Linked DNA regions of Sus scrofa: all the other regions are linked to region 1. A link is a contact called in public HiChIP or PLAC-seq and promoter capture Hi-C data. All regions are on one chromosome and are shown on one strand. Each heading gives the region's core, a stretch centred on a gene start, on an enhancer-like site or on the middle of the called end of the contact. The rest is flanking DNA. Distances are from core to core; before and after follow the strand shown.

What was found. Promoter capture Hi-C pulls out the DNA fragments that hold promoters and counts their contacts. HiChIP or PLAC-seq counts read pairs in DNA pulled down with a chosen protein or histone mark.
Region 2: a contact with region 1 is called in an H3K27ac HiChIP or PLAC-seq map of alveolar macrophages. The contact joins the promoter of CHCHD4 here to the promoter of CCDC174 in region 1. A contact is called at or near these places in 1 of 5 promoter capture datasets (liver), 5 of 47 Hi-C or Micro-C datasets (alveolar macrophages, embryonic fibroblasts and liver) and 1 of 2 datasets of contacts at active chromatin or transcription factors (alveolar macrophages).
Region 3: a promoter capture Hi-C map of liver shows a contact between it and region 1, with 2.8 times the contacts expected there. The contact joins the promoter of MRPS25 here to the promoter of CCDC174 in region 1. A contact is called at or near these places in 1 of 5 promoter capture datasets (liver), 1 of 47 Hi-C or Micro-C datasets (skeletal muscle) and 1 of 2 datasets of contacts at active chromatin or transcription factors (alveolar macrophages).
Region 4: a contact with region 1 is called in an H3K27ac HiChIP or PLAC-seq map of alveolar macrophages. The contact joins the promoter of LSM3 here to the promoter of CCDC174 in region 1. A contact is called at or near these places in 1 of 5 promoter capture datasets (liver), 4 of 47 Hi-C or Micro-C datasets (blood, embryonic fibroblasts and liver) and 2 of 2 datasets of contacts at active chromatin or transcription factors (alveolar macrophages and skeletal muscle).
Region 5: an H3K27ac HiChIP or PLAC-seq map of alveolar macrophages shows a contact between it and region 1. The contact joins the promoter of NR2C2 here to the promoter of CCDC174 in region 1. A contact is called at or near these places in 1 of 5 promoter capture datasets (liver) and 1 of 2 datasets of contacts at active chromatin or transcription factors (alveolar macrophages).

The regions. Positions count from the first base shown.
Region 1 is chr13:69,917,424-69,920,252 of Sscrofa11.1, forward strand. CCDC174 reads right to left here and starts at 1,473. Exons shown (of 12, transcript NM_001244302.1): 1 at 1,424-1,473. The coding sequence starts at 1,465.
Region 2 is chr13:70,415,958-70,418,786 of Sscrofa11.1, forward strand. It overlaps CHCHD4 (coiled-coil-helix-coiled-coil-helix domain containing 4), which reads left to right and starts at 1,369. Exons shown (of 3, transcript NM_001243499.1): 1 at 1,369-1,562. The coding sequence starts at 1,541. It overlaps TMEM43 (transmembrane protein 43), which reads right to left and starts at 1,256. Exons shown (of 12, transcript XM_021069380.1): 1 at 1,020-1,256. The coding sequence starts at 1,031.
Region 3 is chr13:69,439,683-69,442,511 of Sscrofa11.1, forward strand. MRPS25 (28S ribosomal protein S25, mitochondrial) reads left to right here and starts at 1,418. Exons shown (of 4, transcript XM_003358532.5): 1 at 1,418-1,692. The coding sequence starts at 1,559.
Region 4 is chr13:70,347,198-70,350,026 of Sscrofa11.1, forward strand. It overlaps LSM3 (LSM3 homolog, U6 small nuclear RNA and mRNA degradation associated), which reads right to left and starts at 1,483. Exons shown (of 4, transcript NM_001244928.1): 1 at 1,406-1,483. The coding sequence starts at 1,426. XPC (DNA repair protein complementing XP-C cells) reads left to right here and starts at 1,644. Exons shown (of 15, transcript XM_021069376.1): 1 at 1,644-1,841. The coding sequence starts at 1,739.
Region 5 is chr13:69,576,154-69,578,982 of Sscrofa11.1, forward strand. NR2C2 (nuclear receptor subfamily 2 group C member 2) reads right to left here and starts at 1,485. Exons shown (of 15, transcript XM_005669805.3): 1 at 443-1,485. LOC106505680 (serine/arginine repetitive matrix protein 3-like) reads left to right here. Exons shown (of 4, transcript XM_021069810.1): 2 at 1-335.

The DNA.
Region 1 (2,829 bases), core at 223-2,722:
AGAGCCCTTACATCCTAACCTTCTGCAGTAAATCCAAAATTAAACCAAAGGTTAGGCAATTTGCTCTGATATAATGGAGAACAGAGCGGCTTTGGAGTCAACCAGTGTTGGAGACCACTGAACAGCTCAACTCTGCGCAAGGCAAATATCTGCTGACACAGAGTTCTAAAGTACAGGGTCTCCTACAAAGACATTATGCATCAACTATGCTATTCAATAAGCAGCTGAACTATGCCCTAGAGGTATGCACCAGTGCGAATAATTTCCTTTATTATTCACTAAGAGGTACCCTTGTCTTTGCCTATGCTTGCTCCAGCCCACTAATCTACATAAGGCATCTTCCTTAATAAAAGTGGGCTAAAACCCAGGGCCTTTGTTTCGTGGAAAGGAGTGCCTCCTGGTCTCCCACTTTCTTAATGTAAAAGAGTCTCGTGTGTTTTGTTATACCGCACCATCCCTCTTCCAGGATTCCCCATTTCCCTGTAGCGATGGACGCGGCAAACCAGACTGATTGAGCCTGGTTCTACCATGAAGAATTCTGAATGTAAGCTGGAGCAGGCCCCTTCACTTTCGGAGCCTCAATGTCATCATCCAGAAAACCGGAGATAGGGAGTTCCTGTCGTGGCTCAGAGGTAACGAACCCGACTAATATCCATGAGGAAGCAGGTTTGATTCCTGCCCGCTCAGTGGGTTAGGGATCCCGCGTTGACTGTGGCTGTGGCATAGGCCTGCCAGCAGCTACAACTCCAATTCCACCCCTAGCCTGGGAATTTCCACATGCCACGGGTGCGACCCTAAAAAGACAAAACAGAACAAAAAAAGGGTATATTACCCGCACCTTCCTCCTAAAGCAGTTGGGAGGGTTCAGCACAACAGGCTCTGGAACAAGTACTCAGAGCAGGTTTTCTTCCCAGGAGTTAACTAACTTAATAAAGCTGATTTTGTCCTGTTAGACCTGACAGCTCCAGGCCGCGCACCTCCAGGTGTATGAATATCGGGTTACTTTCTGGTCGGGGATGCGGGGCATACGGGATACTGGGAGGGAGGTAAGTCACACTCTGACATCCTGGAGGGACCATTCTGGTCCCTGAACCAAAACGGAGGATGACAGAGAGTACAGATAAGGGTCCCCTCCAACGGAAACGGAGACAAGGCTGGCAAGGAGGCCTGGCTGTCCTAGAGCGGAGGCAGGAACATTCCTAACCCGGAAAAGACGGCAGTTTCAAGCTGGTGTCTTGAGGGGCCGGCCTGGCACGGGTGCACACTGGAACGGAGACGCCCAGGCCCGGGTCCGGTCTGAGAAGAAAAGCCAGGCCCGGGGTCCCGTCTGAGGGGAGACTAACCCTGCGTCCCTGAGGGAAGAAGCAAGCTAGCCGAGATTCTTGTCCGGCGGAGGCAAGGAGAACGCGGAGCCCGTACTTACCGAGGACGCTGTGACGTCCAAAGGTTTTTTCCTCCGGTCCATCATGGCCCTAGAGTGTCCCAGCCCAAAACGAACGCTTCACGTATCCCGGCAGGCCTCGAATACCCGCTTCAAGAGCGACCGGAAGTGTCTTTAAGATAGCGACGCTGTTTACGTTTTTGTGCCATCTTGAGAAGGTCAGAACGTGGTAAGTATTGCGTCCGTGACCATCTTGAGAAGGTCTGAGAGCTCACAGAGATGAAGCTAACTCCTAAGGCCATCTTGAAGAGGGCGGGAGGTAAAAAGGCTAGTGTTGGCGCCATCTTGAGGAGGTCTACATACGGCTTTGCGGAGCAATTGGCTCCATCTTGAATGGGGAGGATTGGGTGTGGCAATGGCGCCATCTTGGGAAGGGCGTAGTGAACTAAAATGAATGTTTTCCCACTGAAAAAAAGAGATGGGTTACCAGGATCGCAAAGATCTAAATGCCATTTGAAGATCTGCTATATGCCAGGTACTGTCTGGTGCTTCTCATATGTTATTATTATTATTATTATTATTTTTTGTCTTTCTGCTGTTTTTTTGGGCCGCTCCCGCGGCATATGGAGGTTCCCAGGCTAGGGGTCGAATGGGAGCTGTAGCCACCCGCCTACGCCAGAGCCACAGCAACGCGGGATCCGAGCCGCATCTGCGACCTACACCACAGCTCACGGCAACGCCGAATCGTCAACCCACTGAGCAAGGGCAGGGACCGAACCCGCAACCTCATGGTTCTTAGTCGGATTCCTTAACCACTGCGCCACGGTGGGAACTCCTCATATGTTAATTTATTTAAATTCTCACAAGAGTCCTATAAGATAAGGATTATTAATTTTAGTGGAAATAACAATAATACTAGCTAACATTGATATAGTGCTGTGTGTCACTTTACATATTTCAGCTCCTAGGAATGTTAACTCCAGGAGTCAACCCCCTCGGTTGGAATCCCTCCTTCACCACTTACTGGCTGTATGACCTTGGAAAGTTACTTTCTATGTGTCTCATAGAAACACATATTTTTATTTCCAAAAGGGAATAAAATAGTACTTACTTCATGGAGTTCAATGAGGATTAGATGAAGTGAGCTAGTCGGTAAAAATATTAATGATGTGGTAGACAGGGTAATGACACCACCCAGCACACCCCTGAAACTATGTTTTCTTCTATGGCAAAAGGGATTTGCAGATGTGATTAAGGATTTTGAGAGAGTGAGGTCATCTAGGTAGGTCCAATGTAATCACAAGGGTCTTTGTAAGAGGGAAGCAGAAAGGTCAGAATCAGTGAAAGAGCAGATGCTACACTGTGAGCTTGGAAGAAGGAGGATGGTGCCACTGTGGAGGCATGTAGGCAGCCTCTAGAAGCTGGAAAAGACAAGGAAATGGACCCTC
Region 2 (2,829 bases), core at 119-2,618, 500 kb after region 1:
AGGCTTTTCTAGGTGCTTTTTCAAAGGCTTCTTGGCCTCCCAGACAATGCAAACTCAGGCAAAGTGTGCTGGGGCTGTGGGTGAGGCAAACCCTGGCTTCTCAGGGGGTGTGGAAGGCAGAGAGGACCTTGGGGACAGAGGAAGGGCCTGTTAAGAGGGTGTGAAAGGCCAAGAGAGAGAGTGGTTAGGACATGCCACCAAAGCAGGAGGGAGGGAGTGCCTCAGCTGGCTGGGCTCCGAGCTGGCACCAGAGGCACTTTTGCAGAAGACAGGAACATGAGTCACCAGCTTCTCCCACACCCAGCACCCTGTTGGCAGGTGCCCCTCGGTTTGTTGAATGAATGTGGGGCTTAAATAGAAAGGTTCCTCAGAAAAGCAGGGAGAAAAGCAGCTGCCTTTCCAAGGGCACCGCCCTCAGCCAGGGCCTTTCCAACCAAGCCAAAGCCAGGAAGACGAGGGGCCAGCAGTAGGGAAATGCTCCCTCTCCCAGTCATGCTAACTCCTCTGCTCCAAACTAGTCTGCCCCTCTGCACAACATCAGAGCCTTGGTTTACATACTCCCTGGAGCGGGGACCTCAGTGCCTGCTAGGACAGTGCGTTTCTGGACAGCTTCACCAGGGCGATATCTGCCTCCCCACACACCCCATGGGGGACTCCTGTCTGAAGTCCCGTCCAACTCTCAAGTCCGCAAATGTGAGAATCCCAAAGGCGCAGGCGGGAACCGAGAAGGAAAGAAGGAGCTGCGCGGAGGCGCCGCACATAAGCGGACCCGGAGACAGAGCCACACCTCCAGAGGTTGCGTCTCTACCACCACGCGCCCCCGAGGAGGACGTGGACCACCGGGTGCTGACCGCACGTACGGACGACCTGGCTGCCCTGCCGGAAGGAGCGGACCCGGGAGCGAGAGGGAGGAAGGGCCGGCTGCACGGAGGCGGTTAGCCGCACAAGGGGCTACGGCGGGCGGCCGGGAGAGTGGACGAGGCAGCCTGGGTGTGGCCGGCGAAGCCGGGGACACTCACGTTCGCAGCCATGGCAGGATCCGGTCACCGCCCGCCTCACTCGGCTCAGCAAGAAAACGGACTTACGGCTGCACCACGGAATCCCGCCACCTCTCGACAGCCAGATGGCGGCCAAAAGGCGCGGGAAGCCCGGAGCCCTAGGATGCGCTACAGAGCAACGCCCCGCAAGCCGCGGTTTTTCTGCTCTCGCCCGCCGCGCCTCCTCCTGGGAAACGTAGTCTGGTGCCCTCTCCGGAAGTTGCAACCTACCCGGTACCTCACTGGTGCACCTGCGCATTGCAGGTCATTCTGGGAATTGCAGTTCCTTCTGTCTAGGGAGTTGCTCGGCGGCGCGCGGCCTGCTGGGAAATGTAGTTCCCGGTTGAGAAGGCCGGGCTAGGAGCTCCGAGGCAGGCGCGCGGAGGGCAGGCCTGGAGGGGGCGGGTCCGCACGGGCCTCCCAGCCGCCCGCCTCGCCGGGGAGAGGTCACGGCGTGAGGCAGCCACCGCGATCACCGCGAGGTTGGAGCGCCGGGCTGCACTATGGCCTACTGCCGGCAGGAAGGTAGGAGGGCGGGGTACCTAGAGACGGCCTACGAGGGCCTGCAGGGAACAGGCGGATTGTGCGGCCCCCGCGCCCCACCACTGGTGCGGAAGATAGTCCTCGGACCCTTGCGTCGGGTCTCCATCCCCGCTTTACAGATGGGCAGCGGGGAGAAGCGAGGCGGTCCAAGGTCACCGTGAGGCTCGAACCCGGACGTCTGAGGGACCACCACGTGAGAGAGCTCTTAAATTAGGCCTGGGGGTCGGAGGAGTGCGAGCGCGCTGCCGCTGGCTCCTAACGGAGAGTTTATAGGTATTAATTGTTACTATGGCGCTTACCCACACCACGTGTTCCGGTTTGCGCCGCCCGTCAACAGTCCTGGAAAGTCGCCCTCGGCGTGCTCTGTGCTGCGGCGTGGAGTACCGCCCGAGGGGACCGGTCAGGCGCTGGTGCGCCCTAAGCCAGGCCCTGTTCATTTCCCGAGAGTAAACAGCGACCCAGAGGTGACTAGGCTAATGCCATGATGCCGGCAAGTCCGGAAGCTGGGGTTGGACCCCCGCGGTCTGATTCCAGAGCTGCCCAGCCTGGTGACCAGTGGATTCCAGGGAGCCTTCCGTTGGGAAGACAACCCCCCAAAAAAACAAAACTAAATAGGTTTCTGTCTATGGTCTCTCTCCTTGTTACCTCTCCTGGAACCCCAGAAGTCTCCAGGCCAGGGGTTCGAGGGCCTCCGCGCACAACCGCTAACTGGCTCTTTGTCCCTGAGCTGTCACCCAGCCCCTCCAAGGCCCAGTGTTCAGTCTTGTAAAATGAGAAGTAGGCCTTCCTTCCTTCTCCACATATTCATGAAGCACCTTTTTAGTGCCAGGTGAGGGTGATGGTGAACACCTGAGACTTTAAAGCTCCAGAGAGAGCTGGAACTCTCCCTGAAATTCTTTAATGAATAGTCTAGCTCCCTCAGGTCATTGAGGGACCCTTAAGCCCAGAGATGGAGGTGATCTACCCAAGGTCATGCTTAGGTAGGAAAACAGCTCAATCTAAAATGCTAGGCCTTTCCCCCAGTACCCCATTCTGCTTCCAGAACCCTCCTTCCCTGGGTCATAAAGTCATAATACTCACGATGTCTCTAATGAGTGCTATTTTAATTGATTGATATTTAACTCTGCCTTGAGCAAAAGTCCTCTGCCCTCACCGCTTTGTTAGAGAGTAGGTCTCTTGTTTTTTATTGCCTTCTGAGTCTACTTTACTTCATCATTTAGCAATTTTTTTTTTTGAGCCTTGTGGGCTT
Region 3 (2,829 bases), core at 168-2,667, 480 kb before region 1:
AGGCTGGCAGCTGTAGCTTCAATTGAAGCCCTAGTGTGGGAACCTCCATATGCCACGGGTGCGGCCCTAAAAAGCAAACAAACAAAAAACCAAACAGAATAGAACATGGGGACAATTTCAACAGAGGTAAAACACTGATTGGAACACCAGAAGGAGAAAAAAAGATGAAAGAAAAATATTTGAGGTAATAATGGCCAAGAACTTTTCAAAATTACTTATAATTACGGAACCACGGTTCCAGGAAGCTCAGAGAAAACCAAGCAGGATAAATACCAAAAATATACACATAGGAGTTCCCGTGGTGGCACAGTGGTTAACGAACCTAAGAACTAGGAACCATGAGGTTGCGGGTTTGATCCCTGGCCTCTCTCAGTGGGTTAAGGATCTGGCATTGCCATGAGCTGTGGTGTAAGTCACAGATGTGGCTCGGATTTGGCGTGGCTGTGGCTCTGGCATAGGCCGGTGACTACAGCTCCGATTAGACCCCTAGCTTGGGAATCTCCATATGCCGTGGGTGCAGCCCTAGAAAAGACCCCCCCCCAAAAAAAACCCCAAAAACATACACACACCCCCCCAGGTATATCTTATTCAAACTATAAGCCAAAGACAAAAATCCTGAAATAAACAAAAAAGAAAACCACCCTAACCATCTTACTATAGTGGTAATGCAGCTGACCAATCATAAGAAACCATGCAAGAGAATGGAGTGAAATATTTAGTATTGAAGATTCTTCCCACCCCCTTCCCCAGGTTCTACATATGGCAAAATTATTCTTCAAAAGTGAGTTCCCCTTGTGGCACAGTGGAAATGAATCCTACTAGGAACCACGAAGTTTCGTGTTCCGTCCCTGGCCTCCTGCAGTTGCTCTGATTCAACCCTTTGCCTGGGAACCTGCATTTGCCAAGGGTGCGGCACTGAAAAAAAAAAAAGGAATTCAGAAATGCGTCTCATTCATCTTTTGCTTTTGAAGAAATTGAGATCCTGAGCTCTGAAGTGGCTAATCTGGGAAGGGAAAGATCCCAAATTTTCCTTTTTTTTTTTTTTTTTCTTTTCTTTTGCAGGTCTCTTTTAAAAAATCAATGTTAGAAATTGTGCAGTTCCAACTTCACTTGAAAACTGGACAAATTGAAAGAAAAAAACTGATATTTGAGGTTGAACAGACAGTTAATAGCCCACTTAGTAACAACTCAACTCGCAAGCTTGTTTGAATGGTTGAGCTTGAGGCCGTATAAAACGGCAAAGTCCTCTTGGCGAAGGGAAAAGAGATCGATTCACAGAGCGTGAAAACCTAACCGTTCCAAGAGAGGGTATTCTACTCTTTAAGAGAACAGGTTGGCTCCAGCCGCCCGGCCTAAGCCAAGCTCCGCCAGCCGCGACTACAAGTCCCAGGATGCTCCGCGGCGCGCACCGCCCGCCGGGAGAACTCTCCCGTGAGTCTGCGCGGGAAGTGGAAAAGCGCGGATAAGGAGTGGCAAGGCAGCCTGGGTGTCGTCTTCTGCGCTAGTGTCTCTGGTCTTTGCTGGTCACGGCCGGCGGTCCGGCTCCTCCGCCGCCGCCATGCCCATGAAGGGCCGCTTCCCCATCCGCCGTACCCTGCAGTATCTTGGCCAGGGGGACGTGGTATTCAAGGACTCGGTGAAGGTCATGACGGTGAACTACAACACGCACGGGGAGCTGGGCGAGGGCGCCAGGTCAGTCCGAGCCATCGGGGCCGCCACGGGGTCCTAATCGCGTGGACGCCTGGCGCTGCGCTAGCGCCTGCAGAATCCTGGGGCTGGTGCTGTTGCCCCATTTCACAGACGGGCAGCGACCCCAAGTTCCACAACCGGGAGAGAACCGCGGCTCCGGGCTGCCCTGGGAGGCCGGAGTCCTCTCAGCGCCCCCAGGTGCCCAGAGCCTAGCGGAGCACAGGCCGGCTGCGGTTGGGTTGGAGCCCAGTGCGGGAGTGACCGGCATCCTTCAGTCTTGGCGCTTGCGCTTGCTGGTTTTGGGCGAGTTGAGTCGCCTCAGTGTCCCACAGAGGATGACACTTCCGTCCCAGGGCCGACGAGGGGGTGCAGTGAAAGGTAACAGTTGCTGGCAGCACGTTTCTGCGTGCTTCTCCTGCGTTAGCTCCTTCGATGTTTACGGAAACCCCACCCTAGAGAGGGGAAGCACGGAGGTTAGGTCGCTTGGTTGTCCAGGGCACTACATCTGGCTCGTGGGTAGTAGCTCTGAAAGTGCTTCGTTCTTGACTGATCACCCTTACAATTGCGGCACACCCTTCCAGCCCCCAGCTTTTTGATGTTTTTCAGGCTACGGAGTAGGGACTCATTGAATGGAAGCTTGCAGTGAAAGTTTTGCATTGAACTTTGAGGCAACAGAGTGCCTTGGGCTTTTCAGGTATTAGGTATAAATTTCCTGAGTGCCTGTTGATGGTAGGCCCCTTGCTTTGTGCTGGGAATCCAAGTCCTGCCTTTCAGAAACTTTGGGGTTGGGTGTGTGGGATGGATCAAAATGAGACAGGAGAGCAACTTTCTGTGGAGGGGCCTTCAGTGCAGGGCTCTTCAGAAGAGCCAGAAGCTATCCTAGCCATTTGCTTTCCACAGGTGAACCCAAGAACTTGGACCTGCTAGCATGGGGTCAGATGGGATGAGGGCTTCCTAGAAGACTTAGTAGTTTTAGGGCTGAGTGGGCACACAGATACTCCTTCACAACCCACTTTGCATCCATCCATCCTTCCACATGAGAAGTCACAGGGCAGAGGCCAAGCAGCTCCTATAAAAGAGGGAGACAGTCTTGTATGGGCCCAAAATAAACTGAAAACTTAGTGCCCAGCCTTGGGATCA
Region 4 (2,829 bases), core at 233-2,732, 430 kb after region 1:
ATCTTCCCTTCATGAAGATGGCTAGGATGACTGGGGTCCATGTGGAAGGGATGGTTGAAGGGAAGGGTGAGTTGATAAGATTATTTAAGGAGAGCTGCTTCGGGGATTACATAGGGTCATTGGAGGAAGGTGACTGAATGTTACAGTCTCTATAGCCTTAAAGGGCTAGATGCAAAAAAGAGAAAGGAAATCCTGACCTCAACTGCTTCCATCTCCAGATCAACAGATGTTTGTTAAAGACCAGCTAGCCAGTTACTAGATCAGTGATACAGGAGTCAGTCCCTACCCTCAAGGAGTTCATTCTAGTGGAGAAAGGCATATAAGTAAGTAATCATAATACTGTAAGAATATATACATGACAGAGACCTACCTCCCACTGTCCATCCTTTTTATCCTGTAGCTTTAAGTACTGCCTTTTCAAAAGGCCTCCCAGACCATCCAATTAATTCACTCAATGAATATTTGTTGAGTGTTTCCAGCACTGTTCTAAACCCAGAATAGTGAACAAAACAAGACTCTTGCTCTCAAGGGACTCACATTCTAGCTGGGGGAGACAGACATTAAACAAGGAACCATATACTCAATATGAACAAAGAACATGCTATGAGGAAAAATAAGGCAGACTGGGAGAGTGCATTTTATGCAGGTGGCCAGAGACCTATTCTTTGATATGAGGTGAGATTTCAGTAAACAGCTGAAGCTGCGGCCTAATCCACAAAAACATCTGAAGAAGAGCATTTGGAGAAGACGGGACAGCAGGTGAGAAAGCCTGAAGGACCATCAGTTATTCTAAATACCAGCTCCCTGTCTCCTGCCTACCACATCACAGTTTCCATATGTTTCGCATATTTATGTTTACTTGTTATCTGTGCTCCCTCGAATATAAGCCCCAAGTTGGGCAGGTATCTCCCAAGTCAATGCCGATGTCCCTGGTATTTAGAAAGGTTTCTAACTATACAAAGGTGATACTCACTAGTGTTTGTAGACCCTGTAATCATTGTTGCGCTCAGTAATGACAATAACCCACTAAATGTTTTATTAGCCTTTCTATCAGAATCCCGAGAGCTCCGTGAGGCAGGCAAGGATAATGGTTCTCATTCTACAAATCAACGTGAGACTCAAGAGAAAGGAAGTGAGAAGAGTGAGGAATAACTAATTTTCAGGAGGGTTTTGAACAACAAAGGTCTCAGGGCCTGAGGCAAAATTCGGAGGGGGCGCGGTTAACCAAGAGGCAGGTTAAGGCCGTGATGACCCAGAAAGAGGCGGCGTGACAGGCCACTTTCTCGTGAGTTTGGGAAAAGCAACCCTGAGCTTGGGGAAAACAACCCTGGTAAACAAAGCTGGGCACACCCTGGCCTGGACAGGGAGAAGCCGCCCCAGAGCGAACTCTTCAGAAGATACTCACCTGGTCCACGTCGTCCGCCATGTTTCAAACCCTGCGCCCTTTCCGTCCTCTCGCGAGGGCACGAGAGCTGCTCCCTATGCCCACCCCAGTCTCCGGAAACGTGAGGACTCTATGCACTGGAAGTAGAAAGAGGTTGGTTTTACAGCTTCTTGCTTCCTGCAGCTTGCATTGGTCCCTTTGAGGCTGGGGCGGAGCTTCAGCCTGGGCGCAGGCGGGAATCTACCGGAGGGGGCGTGACCAGGCCCTGCACCGCCTGGGGGCGGGGCCGCGCGCGAGCTGCGTCCCGCGGAGACGCGGTGCGTCACGCTCTAGGCGAGTCTTGCCCGGGCAGAGATGGCTCCAAAGCGCTCGGCGGGCAGGGCGCCGCGGGGGCGCAAACTGCGCGGCCAGAAGGCCAAGGGCGAGGGCAAAGCCCGGCGCGAGGAGAAGGAGGCGGGTATGAGCCAGGCTGAGTTGGGGTTGGTAGGGAGGGTGGAAGAGGTTTGGGTGGGGGTAGCAGGAGGCCGGCTTCCTGGAGGTGTGAGCGAGGCATCCTCCCTCCCACCTGCGCTGGGGGCGGTGTTCCGGAGGCCTAGGGAGGCTGGGGGTGTGCACGTGCCCAGGTGCTCCCCGGCGGCCCTGCGCCTTTGCTCTCCTGGCCAGAGGTGATGCGCCCTGAGACGTTCCGCTAGAGCCCAGCCGACCGCGAGTTCCTCTGCGTAGCCTCTTTCTGCTCCTTTTCGCCCCCAGGATGCAGGCGGAAGCAGGGGGCTGAATATGTGAAAGGTACTGCTATTATGTTGTGTCGCCACGAGACGAAGGGACCAAGACTTAGAGTGCTGTGGTGTGTGGAGAGTCCCAGATTTGGATCCCACCTGACAACGTGCATATCGAGTAGGCTGCTTATATTTGTCATGCGCAAAGCAAAACACTTGATTTCCCCTTTAAACCTATCCCTTTCTTACTTTTACCCCATATCAGTCTTTGACCCCTTCATCACTTGTTAAAACAAACTCCTTTTCCCTCCAACACACATCCAGTCCTTCAGAAAGCAAATCCTATCAGTTTAACCTCAAAACCATATCTCAAATCTCTCCACTTCTCTGTTTCCATGGCCACATACCCTGTCGAAACCACCATCACTTTTCAGTTGAACGACTGCAGTTGCCTCTCTACGGGTCTCCCTACTTCTTTTCATCCCCCTGGAGGAGTTTTCTGTGCTGCAGCGCAAAGTACCTTAAAAAAAAAAAATCTGATTTTGCCATGCTCCCACTTCAGACTCTCTGTGTCTTCCCATTGGCATAACAGCCTCCAGATTCCTCACCTTGGCCTACAAGACCCTGTATGATCTGGCTGCTGCTGCCTCTCCTGTTGTCTCTTCCTAGTCTTCTTTGCCAGGTACCTTCCTTCTTGGCCTCCTCACACACACCATGTGATTCCTCACC
Region 5 (2,829 bases), core at 235-2,734, 340 kb before region 1:
GCGGTTGGGCCGCTGCGGCTGCCAACGACGGGCGGGAAGCGGAGGGGAGAGGAGCCGGGGAGCGAGGGAAGGAGGGACTGCAGGGAGGAGGAGGATGCGAAGGAGGAGGAGGGGAGCGGCCCAGCCGGAGCCATCTCCGCCAAGAACAAAATGGCGGCGCTGGCGGAGGGCCAACTGTGAGGCGGGGCCGCGGCCGGCCCCCTCCGCCCCCACCCTCGCGCCGGCCCGACCGGTCAGGGGGAGCCCGCTCGCTTCGCCCGGCCGCGGGCGGGGAGGGGAGGGGAGCGGCCCGGCCCACTATGCAAAGCGGCCGGCGCCACCGCCCCGTGGCAAAGGTAAAAGGGTCGGGTTCAGGCGCCGCCGCGGCGCCTCCATGTCCGCGCGCCAGGCCCGCCCCCTCCGCCGCCGGCCCGAGCCCGCCCCGGCCCTTTTTCAATTTTACCTCAGGATTTGGCGCCAAAGCGGCCTCGGAGCAGGTCCCGTGTCTGCGGCGGGCGGCCCCCGGCGCGGAGGGCAGGACGCGGGGAGGCCGGCTTCCCGGCGTCGGCGGATGGCGGGAGCCCGGGGCCGCGGGCTCGCGGGGCAGCGGGCGAGAGACGAGACGCCGAGGTGGGAGCGGGGCGGCGGGGGCGGGCCCGGGGGCGCCGCCGGGGTCGCGGGGAAGGGGGGGTTTGTTATTGTTTTTGTCAGCGAAAGGTCAGAGTTCGTGACCCCGGTGCCGCCGCCGCCGCCGCCCGCGCGCTGGTAGGAGGAGGGCGAATGTTCTTCTTCCTCTTCCCAGCGCCGGCCTCGCCGCGGCCGCGGGGGGCGGGCGAGCACGCGATTGGCTGAGGCGCGCGCGCGCACCGGAACGCGGCGGCCGCGCTGCTCCATCCGGCCCCACGGCTGTCCGGCCGGGCGGCGGTGGCGGAGGAAGACGCAGGCTCCGCGCTGTTCGCCGGAGCCTCGGCCCGTACCGCCGCCTGCACCGCCGCAGGGCCAGAATGGAGGGTGGAGGCCGCGGTCGTTGGGGTAAAGGGGTGGTTGGTCGTTTTAAAAAGCCGGGACCGCAGGGCTCCGTTATTCGGGGGCCAGTCCGCCCCTCCCGGGTTCCTCTGGCGGCTGGAGGCCAGGTGGGGGCTGTGTTCTCACCGTAAGGTCTTCCACCCGGCGTCCGCCCTGCCGAGGCCTCTGTTTGTGGACTGAGGAAGCGGTGACACAGCGGAGCGCCTGTAGATCGGAAGTGTATGGTTTCTTGGGTGGATATTGAATTCTTTGTGCCCTACTCGGTACAGAGAGTATTTAATTGGGGTTTGAAAGGTCCGAGGATACACCAGCTTCTGGGAGTATCAGATAGTGTTAAAAGCCTCCCAAATCTTGAACATATGATCCAAATCTTTCTTCCATGTGTCTCCTTTTGGAGATGTGAACTAGTAAACGATGATGCTTAAGTGTATCAAGAAACTCTGTGGAATTGCTTAAATATAAATATAATTGCTTCTCTTAATCCTATACATCTTGAGTTACTGGTTTTCATTAGATACTCAATACTGGATGTAAATCTGTGTGCATACTAAAGCCAAACAATACCAAAATGTCAGAGTTTGGAGCAGAGAAAGATTTATTGCAGGGCGTGCAAGGAGACAGGTTGGCTCAGGCCCAAGAAAAACCCCTGAACTCTGGGAGTTCCTGTTGTGGCCCACTGGGTTAAGAATCCAGCTAGTATCCATGAGGATGTGGGTTTCATCCCTGGCCTCGCTTAATGGGTTAAGGATTCAGCATTGCTGTGGCTGTGGTGTAGGCTGGCAGCTGCAACTCCGATTTGACCCCTAGCCTGGAACTTTCTTGTGCCTCAGGCCCTAATAAGAAAACAAAACACAACAAAAACCTGAACTTTTTTTTGGCAAAGCCTTTATAAAGGAAAGTTGAGGGAGGGGCATGGTTAGTCATTGGAAACTTCTTGGTGTCAGCTCCTTTGTGCTAACAGCTCTCCAAAAAGTGTCTTAGTTTGAAGCCACCTGAGCTCTGGGCAGCTCATTGTGGCAGGCTTTGTGGATCCCCACCCTCTTCTTTTGCCCATCCACTCCACCATCCTGAACCCTTCAAACCTATCCTTTCCCTTCTGTACTCTTCCAGTTGCAGGCCCAGACTGGGCCAAGCAGGGTAGCCCAGGCACCATCTCTGACCATGGCGTCCCTCTTCAAGAAGGAAACCATGGATGATGTAATAAAGGAACAGATCTAATATGGAGTCAGAATTTTGTTGTCTTACTATTACCCACTTTTCTTTGATACCCCTCAATCTTGGGGAGAGCATGTGTTGGGCAAGAAAGGGAATAAAAAGTTCCCCTTGTGGCTCATTGGGTTAAGAACCCAACACAGTGTCCCTGAGGATGCAAGTTCGATCCCTGGCCTCAGTGAATTAAGGATCCAGTGTTGCCACAAGCTTCAGCATAGGTCACAGACGCAGCTCAGATCTGGTGTTGCTATGGCTGTGGCATAGGCCTACAGCTGCAGCTCCAATTTGACCCTCTAGCTAGGAACTTGCATATTCCGCAGGTGAGGCCGTAAAAAGAAAAGAATAATATTTTCGATAGTTTAATCATAAACTCGACAAAGGAGCTTGGGTTTAGGGGGACTTGTTTGCAAACTCCAACCCCATTTTCATCCTTTCCTAAATCTTCAAGGTAATGAAGCAGTGACTGCTCTGGCTACTTCCTGCTGAAATGTGTGTAATCCTTCCTTGATTTGGGGAATTGACACCAAGTTGGAAATATTCCCAAGTTCCAAGTCCTGGATCAGAGTCTTGTATAATAAAGATCATTTCCTGAGGAATTGAGGAGAATAAGCC